2 separate regions of the Mus musculus genome follow, and region 1 is linked to region 2. A link is a contact called in public HiChIP or PLAC-seq data. All regions are on one chromosome and are shown on one strand. Each heading gives the region's core, a stretch centred on a gene start, on an enhancer-like site or on the middle of the called end of the contact. The rest is flanking DNA. Distances are from core to core; before and after follow the strand shown. Region 1 overlaps Als2 (alsin Rho guanine nucleotide exchange factor). Region 2 holds the start of Mpp4 (membrane protein, palmitoylated 4 (MAGUK p55 subfamily member 4)).

Region 1 (5,376 bases), core at 1,431-3,930, 34 kb after region 2:
TAATATATGCTAATATAACATTTTACAAAATGAGAAACAGCAACCACTCTTCGAAAATATTAAAAGGAAGCACACTTCTGACAAGATAGATTATAATTTGAAAATCATGAATAAATAACTAGACTCCAGCCAGGAAAGTACCTCGCCTGTGTTATCAGCCTCCACTCACAGAGAACAAAAGGCCGTTGCTGGGGCCTAGTGGCTAATATTTATCCGTAGGTGGATATCTACAGCCATCCCTCTAAGTCTTAGAGATCATTGAGGAAGAGAGGACAAAGAATCTAAGAGCTGGAAGGACAGTGACGTGTCATGAACAGTTTCCTCTGAGACTGAAACATTCTGTCCTGCAGGGAAGGTCCAAAAGCAGGAAGGTAAACAAGTCCAAATACTTGCAGGAAGTTCCTAAAACTAACCAGATTCCCCAAGCTCCTTCTTCCCAAGAATAAATAAGCTTAGTTGCAGGGCTGGAGAGATGGCTTAGCAGTTAAGAGCACTGACTGCTCTTCCAGAGGTCTTGAGTTCAATTCCCAGCAACCACATGGTGGCTCATAACCATCTGTAATGGGAGCACTCAAGCCTAAATTAAATGCCTTTATCACACCCTTCCCCTCAAGGCACAGGGATCTATGCAGAAGAGGAGGCAGAAAGATTTTAAGGCCAAGGTGGTAACTTCAAGGAAACACCATCTTTCAGACATAACAGGGCTGATAAACAGATGAACTCACAGACAATGTGACAGTACACACACACAGTCAGGGAGAAGCTTGAAAAGGGCAAAGAATATGATAAAAAACGTTTTTAATGAAACTCTAAAGAATTAAACAAAAACAGAAAAAATAAAAGAAAAACCTAACAAGAACTCACTCACTATACTCTATGGCTGTGAGAAGGATAACTGAAAGGAGTAGAGTACTTACATGGCAGGCTTAGCAAGAAGCTGGAATCCTCCCATAACCAGGAAATTTGAAACTGATGTGCAGTACCTTGGGTGGAAAAAAAACAGACACATAGGCATTAGTGATGGAATGAAATTTCATGTGCATATGCAGTCACTTCTGAAATCTTCTTCATGACTGTGAGAACTTTGTGACCTCAATGTTAATGAAGAAGACAACAGGTAGATTCAACAGGGGAGTGATCAATGCAAGGTCAGTAGGGACAGTAACATAAAGAGATTTCTTCAAAAGCACTGTGCCATTCAGACCTGCCTGGCAGGTAGGACTTCCAAACTAAACAAGCTGGAGAAAACATGCTTGAAACTGTAGGATTTTAAATGGAAATTTAATCTTCATTTCAAGTTCTCCAATTAAATCGTCAGAAAATGAATGGTGAAGGCTGTGAAAACACTTAGGGGTGTAGGGGGCTGAGAGCAGAACACGCTGATTAATACAACCAATGCTCTAGAGCAAATGGAGGGAGGAGGCAAGCTCCTCTGAACAGGAAGGCTCTCTTCATACTCTTGGACTAGCACGCAACTGATACTGACGGGGACAGAGAGTCTTCCAAAACAGGAGCCACTGTGGTAAAGTCCTTTAAGATGTAAGTTAGTTTTATTTATCTTACCTATAGGAATAGTTATTCCACTTTAAACAGTAGCCAAGGTATCAAAAACTGCTTTTTAAAGCAAAAGGCCGTAAGTAATAGAAAGAAAAGGAAATGGAGGGATGGTGGTAAGTACAAGACAAAAACAGAAAACTGCACAATGAAGCTGAAACTTCACGCAGATAACAAAGTCTAATTGTAAAAATAAACTAGTGTCAAGTTCTATCTTTTTTTTTTTAAGTTTAATGAGTTAGAAGACTAAAGTAAAGATATTTCTTCCTAGACAACAGCTTCCAGTAAATTTAATTTGCCTGGGGCTGAAGTCACTTACACTAAGTTTGAAAGGAAAATCCTAAGGTAACTGCAGGAGGTTATTTCAATTGGTAGGGAGGAAAGGGCAACTTTAAATATCCTTTTGATTAGCACTGCCTGTAGCTTTCGATAATAAACACGCATTCATTAGTCCTTGGGATATTTATAGCCCAAGGAAACCACGGGCATGACAGGAACTCCCCACAACAGGTGTTTCTCACTGACCCCACGCTGTAACTCTGTGCAGTGCCTGGCACTTGCTGACACTGGGTCCGTTTCTGTCAGATGGATGGAGAATAAATGAACTACGTATAAAAACAACACATACTTCAAACTAACAGTGTCACCTGGTCTACATTAAAATAACACTTAAATTAATGCCTCCATCATACCAAAATAAAAATCAAGAAAAAACGAGAAATAGTTTACAAATATACTTGGTACATTTTTCTTACAAACATGCAAAGAACCTTGCGTAGTCAACCAGCCTTGGAGTCACACAGAAGGCACGGTTATGTTAAACGTAGCTGCAGTGTCCCATCACACAGCAGTTAAAAGCAGGCTCAGAACAGCTTCACACTCACAGCTGTAAATGAGTTTGTTCTTTATTTCCTCATATTTTGGTATAATTTCCTTAAGTAAACAAAACAAGCAGACTTATGACAGAATACTGTGTGTAAATAAAGTATGCTATCACCTGCTGCTGGACATAGAAAGTGTTGGTATCAGGACCTCCAAGACCTGTGATATCACATAGGTGGGACCTGAACACCTGTTGCCAAGGCAACAGCCACCATACTCCCAGAATCCACTTGGCTCATTTCCCACCTTCACCTGTGATTACATCATCACTCATATATAAAGAAAGGCTCCCCTGATCTCTCTCTCCCCTCTCCCTCCCTTCCCCCCCTTCTCTTTCTGCCGCCACCTTACTCCTCTCTCTCCCAATAAACCTCACGTGGAACTATCTGGCCTGGCGTGGTCCTTCTGAAGCCATGCGACATTCCAGATCATAACAGAAGGGAATACGAGAACTCGTTGTTACCCCTTTCCCCTTAAGGAAGAAGACTGAATTTGAGCACTGCAAAACTATGGCTGGCTAAGGTAGCACTGCTTCTCAGTTCTCCTGCCTGGCAGCACTGTCCCTGTCCACTCTCCTCTGACTGAGGAGAGACTCCCCTTGCAGATTGTGACTGCACATGACATGGGACAGATACTTGCTCTGTGTAGCTGTCCAGGAAAAGACTTGAGTGCTTCATGATGACCAGGCTGCTGGCTTCCTTCATGCCCTGTAGGTAGCTGCTTAGTGAGGCTCCATGCTGCCCAATGAGGTAACACAACTTGCTGAACCGGCTGGCAACTTCCTGCAACAGCTGGACAGTGGTCACTGTGCCCAAATTTTCTACAACAAAATGATAACATGAAAACCAAATGCTTTCTTACGAGTTTGCTCTTTCTGAGAATACTTACTCTGTTGAAACAAGTTCTAATCTATGGAACGCAAACCACTTCCAAAAACATTACAAAAATCAACTTCGGTAATCCCTGAGATGGCTCAGTAGTTAAAAGTGCAAATAGGAAGACCTGACCTACAACCTCAAGTGGAAATGGATGTTGGGAGGCAGGAGGATCCCAGAGCTTGCTACCACCAGTCTAGCTAAAAACTAGTGAGCTCCAGGTTCAGTATGAGACCCTGAACCAAAGGAGTAAGACAGAGAGTGACAGAAGAACCCAGTGTTCTCCTCTGGGCTCACATGTGCACATAAGCCATACTTATGACCTTATCTATAGGAACTGTCAGATGACTGATTTGGTATTAGCATCTCAGGATGGATGTTTCTTTTAAGTTTCCCAGGTGTTTTTTTTTTTTTTTTTTTGAAAAATAATAACAGCTAAATTGGGAATCCAATGAAACTAATACCTGTTAAAATTTGAAAATAGGTAATGTAAAACAAAAGGAGAGAAATGAATAATTTAATTTCACACAGTGGTAACAGGGTAGCAACCAAGAATTAAATTCACTCTTACAAATAGATATTTTTCTTTTTTAAGATGACTTTGAACTTTCATATCCTCTGATTCTCCCTCCTACAAGCTAGGTTACAAGAATATACTACCATGCCCTGACTTATGCAGGGCTGGGAACTGACTCAGGGCCTTGAGCATGCCAGCTCTAGCAACTAAGCTTGTTTGGGCTCTGCTCTTATTTAGCATCTTAAACTTTTTGCATTGGCTGCTGATGCACTTGACCCAGGGAGAAGCCCAATTCTTCAGCACACAGGTAACTTACACTTCAGGTGGCCTAGGTCACTCTAAATTTTAGGGCACAGCTAATTATCTGACTTTCCTAGGCTGCAGTTCCTCATTTCTAGCAATGAGGCTGAAGAAGAAAATAACAAAGACCAACAGAGAAATCAAGACCTGGTCAGTCAGTAGACTCCCCTTTCTTCAAAACAACCCAGGAAGTCCCTGTTGCTTCTTTCTCTTGCCCAAATCCCATAATTCCTGAGAGCCCACACAACAGGGGCTCTATAACCCTTACAAAGCAAAACAGATTACAGACAAAAAATAAAAATCCTCAAGTTACATAGGGACTGTATTCGCAAATACAGTTACATTAGTCAGAAGTGGTGGTCCAAGCCTATAGCTGCAGTATTCAGGAGGCATGAGGAATGCAAGTTCAATCATCCTTGGAGACTTGAAGGCTAATGAGGATACGTAAGACCCTAATTCAAAAACTAAAGAGCAAACAAAATCCAAATAAACAAAAGCAAATTGCTGAGTTAGCTGGTACAGTAGGTATTTTTCCACTAGAAACAATGAGCTCAGCACACAAGCCTGCATTTCCTTACAAGGGTGAAACTAACGTGCTGGACCATTAGCTTAAATCCTGAGCCCTAACACTGGCTATGGGGTAAGAGAAAGAGAGAAAGCCCCATCTCTGTTGTCCATGTACAGGGCCAAACCTAGAAAACCTGGCAGGACAGGGAAAGGTTGTTTTGCTTGCTGAGAGGGCTGTTTGTTTTTGAGATAAGGGCTGATCATTTAGCCCAGCTCCCAGCCCTCACTATGTATGCCTTACTAATGTCCTAGAGACCCCAAATACCCTGGACACAAGGATGGGGCAGCCCAGGAACTGTGGGAACTACTTCCTCTGCCATACTGCATCACTTCTAACTCCTCTCTGTGACCGAATAAACATCTAGTTAATTGACTCACATATATGAATGATAGGATTCTAGGAACTGTAAGAAAAAAATGAGGGGGAAAAAGTCTGTGGAAGCTATAAGGTGTGTAAGGACTAGCTAGGATGCAGAAGTATTGCTCAAGTCTAGTTTCTAGGCACAACTTTCCCTAAGAAGATACTTCTCTCTTCAGCCACATCTTCCTAAAGCTCTAGTCTCTATGGGTACAGGAAGAAGGAGCTCAGGGGAATATGAAGACAGAGTTGGGGCATCCAGGCAAACAGCTGTGAATTGCTTGGAGCATAGGGGTGTGGGGTAGAGGAATAAACCATTAACA
Region 2 (5,669 bases), core at 1,366-3,865:
CAGGAATCAGTTCTCCTCCTCCACCATGTGGGTCAGAGGGACCAGTCTCAGGTTGTCAGCCTTGCGGGCAAGTGCCTTTACACAGAGCCATCTCAGCAGGCCATCCATCTCTTACAATAACGGACATGTCCTGTTTTATCTACCTGCTTTCCATCTGTTTGCCTGGGTGAATTACACACTGGTGAGGGCTCAGAGGGCCTCCCTGGCCTGAACACACCCTGATGCTCCATTCTGCATATGGCACTTTGTGGTTCTTCATGGAGCTTGCTGATCAGTTGCACAATTCCTGTTAGGCGACTGTATGGAACTCTGTGACACAGGTAGTATACTGTCCTGGATGAACTCTGTGACAGTTTACTGTCCTGGCATAGTCTTCTAACCTGGAGACAATGTAACAGTGATCTGGCTATTTTTCCCCACACAGCCTTTCTGCTCCACCTTACAACCTGTCTAAATCCTAGATGACAGTCTCTCGGACATTTTGCATAGATTGAAACACATGGTAGGTAGCTCATTGTATCTTACCCTATCAATTTCAATACTCATCTATAGCAAACAATTTAAACTACTTAATTAAAAAAATAAAAATAAAAACACTGCTCTAGATTTATTTACTCTCACAAAATGAAATCCAAAATGAGTGGCCTGGTGGAATAGAAGTTTCTGCATTGCCTGTTTGACAGTGTTGAGGCAGAGACCATCCAGACTTGGGTCAGCCTCATGTGAAAGGCTCACCAGCACCCTGGCCCAGCCCTGGGGTGCACATAGCACTCATCTATCTGCTCCAAGATGGTGCATTTCCAGCTGTCATGTTTATACCTCAGCCGGCAGGATGAGGACAGGGCGAAGGAGGCAAGGGCAAAGGGAAGGTAGGGGTCTCAGGGAAAGGCTTAGAACTTGTTCTATGTGATAGATAATCACTGTCCCTGCAGAATGTGCAAGTGTCTAACTTCATGTCACTGAAGAAACAAACATAAATCAACCCCAGAATGACCTGAATGTATAACTCAACTTTTCAAGCAGTGGTGGCGCACGCCTTTAATTCCAGCACTCAGGAAGCAGAGGCAGGTGATTCTGTGAGTTTAAGACCAGACTGGTCTACAGAGCGAGTTACAGGACAGCTGGGGCTACACAGAGAAACCCTGTCTTAAAAAACACAAAAACAAACAAACAAACAAAGTTTCTTCTTACAAACACAAAATAGTTTGCAAGAAACCAATAAATTTGAAGAAACGCTACCATCATAATTGAAGAATTAACACATTGCACATTAAACCTTACCAAGTAGTCTACCAAATCAGAAAATCATTCTATCAGCGCTAATCCTGCTTGTGACTCAGGAAACCACTACAGCACAGCACTCCTGGAGTCTATTTACTCCTGCATTCAAAGTTGCTACATCCTTTCAGGGTTTTGTGTAGGCTCACATGTGTGCTTCTGTGCTATCTATCCACACTCACACGCTTAAATACACAGTATCCACATGGTAGGAGGGAGCTGTTTTCAGCTATCTTGCTTTTGGTTGGTTTCCTGTTTGTTTGGTGACAGAGTCCCATGTAGTCCATGCTGGCCTCAGACTTTCTCTCTAGTCAAGGATCACCAGATGCTCTCATCCTCCGGTCTCCACCTCCCAAGGGCTGGGGTTGTGTGACAGGCATGTGTGACCACAAATGGTTTATGTGGTGCTGGGAACTGAACCCTGGACTTCACATATGCCACACAAGCATTCTACCAGCTAAGCTATATCTTTCTTTACCTTATCCTTTTTATTACTGGTGGGGCACTATGTGGATTTAAATAATAACCTTATGTGTTTAAGTGCCTTGGTTTGAATTGCGCCAGAATGAAGGATTCTAGACAGGTGATTTATAGGGTAAAGAGGTAGGGAATAAGAAAAGGCAATTAAAAACTGTGTTATAAAGCAAGTGGTCACCATGAATACCTGGAATGTACGCAGCATTACCTTAAAATTCAGCTTTGGGTCTCTGGGGTAGCTCAGCAGGAAATGCATTCGCTGCCAAGTCTGATGACTTTGAACCCACATGGTAGGAGGGAGCTGTTTTCAGTTGTTCTCTGACCTCCACAAGCACCAGGGCTTCCACAAACGCATGCGCGCACACTTGCACACAAGCGTACACACACACACAATTAAATTGTAATTAAACATTATAATTAAAACATTTAAAGCATTTCCTTCTGCTTTAAAACAATTGCTATTCAAAGTCCTGACCTCTTACCCACTAGGCTTGTTTTCTAAAGTATTTTTCAATATGGAAATCTTGAAAAAGCCCATATGCAACCCTCCCTGAGAAATGGCCTGCTGGCTTCCTCTGCATCCAAGGCCCTCACAGAAGATGGGACAGTTTCACTTGAACTCTTTGACAACGCACTGTGCCACGCTTAAGAGATGGTACTGTAGGACAGTCAACCACTTTAACACAGACTACCCACGATTATCTGTAGCTGCTGCTGGTGCCTTCTGGAAATGCGGCATTGCGAGCAGACTCTTACCTGCAAGGATGAAAACACAGTGTTGCTCCTGGCAAGAGAGAAGCAAGCAGGAAGCACCAGGAGGCTGCTAGCTGCCAGTCACCTGATGCTCTAGAGAAAAGCTCTGTGCATCCTCTTTGGCATAATCCTGCCCTTGCAGGCTAACCCTGGACCTCTTCTAAGCCTCCGCAGCAGCCCTAGCTGTCCCTGCAAGGGAACATCTCATTTACATTATCCTCCACCACAGTGAGCTTTCTCTCACATGAGTACTACACTCCCATACAAGCCCTTAATATTTCTGTTGACTGTTTCCAGATAACAAACACCAATCGCCCCCCTTCAAATCTTTCCTACTTTTAGTTTGTTTTTTTTTTTTGAGACAGAGTCTTATGTAGCCCCGGTAGCCTCAAACTGTGTGTATAACCAAGGATAACTGAACTTCCTCCACCCTCAAGGGCTCAGACTACAAAGGTGTGCCACTACACCCACCAGAGGCTTTTACTTTTCTTAACTTCAGCTTTTCAAGGCCTAATGCAGAACACATCTGCGGGGCATAGGCAGTGGGAAAGAGTAGAGGAAAGTCGGGAAGCTCTGGGTTGGAGTCCCAGCGCAGACACAGCAAACTATAGCTATTCACCGATAGGGAAAGGGAGCCCCCAGACTGGCACTGCTGAGGGCTGCTGTGAGTTACATAGGTGCTGGTATTTCTAGTCACAGACAGTGCCTGGAGATTTAGGGTTTTCCACACACACATGAAAATTTATTGTTTTAAGCTGCAACTCAAGAACTGTGTAGAATGAGGAAAATACAGTGGTTAGGCAGCTTCTCTTAAAACTGAAATTAGAAGATTGAATTGCAACGGGTTCTCAGAGATGTGAGATGGCATGCTGCCATTTGAGAATTTCTCTGGTCCTATTGTCCAAGTTTCCATCCATTCCCACTATTAGCCCCTCCTGATCTTTCTCTGAAGGAGGTAGGTGTTCAATTACTTTGGCTTTACTAGCCAAATCTGGCATTTGTGTCTTGGCTCACAAACTAAAAATATGCGAAATGAGAAAGAGTTGGTCCCTCTCCACAGGGAGCAGCTCGGCCTGGCAGAAGACGGTAGGCGGAGAGATGCGGACAGTGCTATCCTCCTAAACCTGTTCCTCTAGCCCTTCCCTAAACAAAAACAAAGCCCACAACTGTCTTACTCACAGCAGCAGTTTTCCTTGGAGACCTTTGTCTCTGGGTTATCGGGATCAGAATTAACTTGCTCTTTGCCAGAAATTGGCTAGTAGTTAAGTGAATTAAAAACCCCAGGGGTTCCTGAGGTCTGAGGCATGGATTACAATGTGGAGAAAGAATACTGTAAACTGAGCACTCTTTAAAGTACAGTCTGCCCCATGTCATTTCTTCCACAGTCATAGAACAGCTTCGTAGAGATGAATGTCATTTATTATGAAAACTGCTGTTACATTACAGCCAACATTCCAAAACAGTATGTTAACAAATGCTTGTCTTGATTATAAAGTAGCTCGGAAATCATGATCCTTTTCAAAAGTAGTTGCCGCCTGCTGAGTCATTTCCCATGAGTCAGGCCACTGCGCTCGCCTCCGAGTACAGCAGATGAGACAGAAGAGCACCTGTGGTATCCAAACAGCTACGAGTGGCACTGCTCCAGCGCACACCCACAACCCACACTTGTGAGGCTGCTTGTAAAAGAGCAAACCGTGGTTATGCGGTGCTGTCACAATACTTCTGAGGTGGGAGAATCCCATGTGCGTCTCTCCTTCCTTCCCTTCTGAGTTCAGTGTGAGGTAGAGGGAAGACCCGCAGACTGGGCTGAGGGCCACTGTAGCTCCCTGCTTCCTCACATGTGCAGATCTTCAGTCTCCACACAAAGCTTGTGCTAAGAAGCTTACGGGCCTCCTGGGTAGGCAGTGGGCCTCGGATCAGTGAGGTTTGGAGCAGCTTGGCACGGCAGTGTTTGCACTCCAGTGTATTCCTATGTTCTTTTCAGTCAGCAGGCAGAAGATCCTATGTGGATGCATTCCACGAGGGGACCAGGATGTCATAGTCACCCCGTGGGAGCTCTCTGACCACAAATGCCTTGGTAAAGGGGCTTACAAAAGGTTAAAACTACAGTTTAAAACTTCTTCTCCCCCACCCCCACCCCTAGCAAAGTAGCATGCTGCACTTGTGCCTGGGAGAGGTCTAGGAAGGCAAGGGATGGCTGCTTCAGTTCAAGTAAAACCTGCTCCTTGCCAAAGGGTATTGGGTAACTGCAAATGGAATTAGACAAACCAGGAGCTTAAACACAGTCATCAACTTCTTTTCATCTAAGCAGCTTTCCTGGAAAGGTTTCCTGGAACTGCATGGAGCTGAGAGCTTTCACTACAGGAAAGGGTAACCAGTTTCCTTTTCTAAGTAGGTGTGTGGATCTCAGCACAGGCCAAAGACTCTACTCTATCCCTATCTCCTTTTCCAGTCTCCATTTGAATGATACAGTATGTTTTCCATGCTGGGCTCTAATTATTAGTAAGGCTCAGAAATTACAACCAAAATAGCACAAAAGTCCATTCTGTATTCAACACTGTTCTTTGCCCCATCAGCCTCCAGTCGGTGCCTGTGCCATAGCTGTAGCCTCCGCAGCAGATAATCCGGTCCTCAAGCTGTCAGGCGCCCTAGTTAAGCTTCTCCCGCTGAATCTGGAAGTAACAGGCCTGAAAATCCAAACAAATTCAGATTCAGTTTCTTTAAGACTTGGGAAAAAACAATCCCTTACTGAAGGCACATTGTCTACCTCACCAAGCTCTCTCCAGCCAATGGCTACTGTAGCCTAACAACAACAAACACTTGCCCTCTATTTCCTCTGTGTACCGGTCTTTACTGATTAACATGAGACCATTCACTGGTGACTGGGAAGTGTGAGGGTACACGGGACAATGTGAGCAGAGCTCGTCCACATTTACTACTCGAAGGCTGAGCAGCCCCACACACCACACAGCAAGTCAGAGTTTCCAAGACTGAATTTCTGAGAAGCAGTGATCCCAAAGTGCTTGTGTGCTTAGGACTCACACACCAGAGTGGTGCACAATTTCCACTCTTGACTTCTTAGGAGAAATCCCAGGGAGTGGGATCCTGAGTCAAACACACCAGCGCTTGGCCATGACAGTCTCTAGTAACTGTTCTTAGAG

Evidence for each region. HiChIP or PLAC-seq counts read pairs in DNA pulled down with a chosen protein or histone mark.
Region 1: a contact with region 2 is called in an H3K27ac HiChIP or PLAC-seq map of the HPC-7 cell line, with 4 times the contacts expected there. The contact joins the enhancer-like site here to the promoter of Mpp4 in region 2. A contact is called at or near these places in 5 of 39 promoter capture datasets (the HPC-7 cell line, embryonic stem cells, macrophages and 1 more), 6 of 115 datasets of contacts at active chromatin or transcription factors (CD8 T cells, the HPC-7 cell line, the SCID.adh cell line and 2 more) and 3 of 9 other capture datasets (adipose tissue, liver and pancreatic islet).

The regions. Positions count from the first base shown.
Region 1 is chr1:59,193,116-59,198,491 of GRCm38.p6, forward strand. It overlaps Als2 (alsin Rho guanine nucleotide exchange factor), which reads right to left. Exons shown (of 34, transcript NM_028717.6): 11 at 3,076-3,256; 12 at 918-983. Among named protein-coding and RNA genes, the nearest start is that of Mpp4, 34 kb to the left of the region's middle. Within about 2 kb of position 2,681, at least 5 of the 459 cell types and tissues checked have an H3K27ac peak or open chromatin away from gene starts, as enhancers often do. A contact at or near this core is called in the HPC-7 cell line, where this site is marked.
Region 2 is chr1:59,159,021-59,164,689 of GRCm38.p6, forward strand. Mpp4 (membrane protein, palmitoylated 4 (MAGUK p55 subfamily member 4)) reads right to left here and starts at 2,616. Exons shown (of 22, transcript NM_145143.3): 1 at 2,512-2,616. Als2 (alsin Rho guanine nucleotide exchange factor) reads right to left here. Exons shown (of 34, transcript NM_028717.6): 34 at 3,736-5,195. The coding sequence ends at 5,157.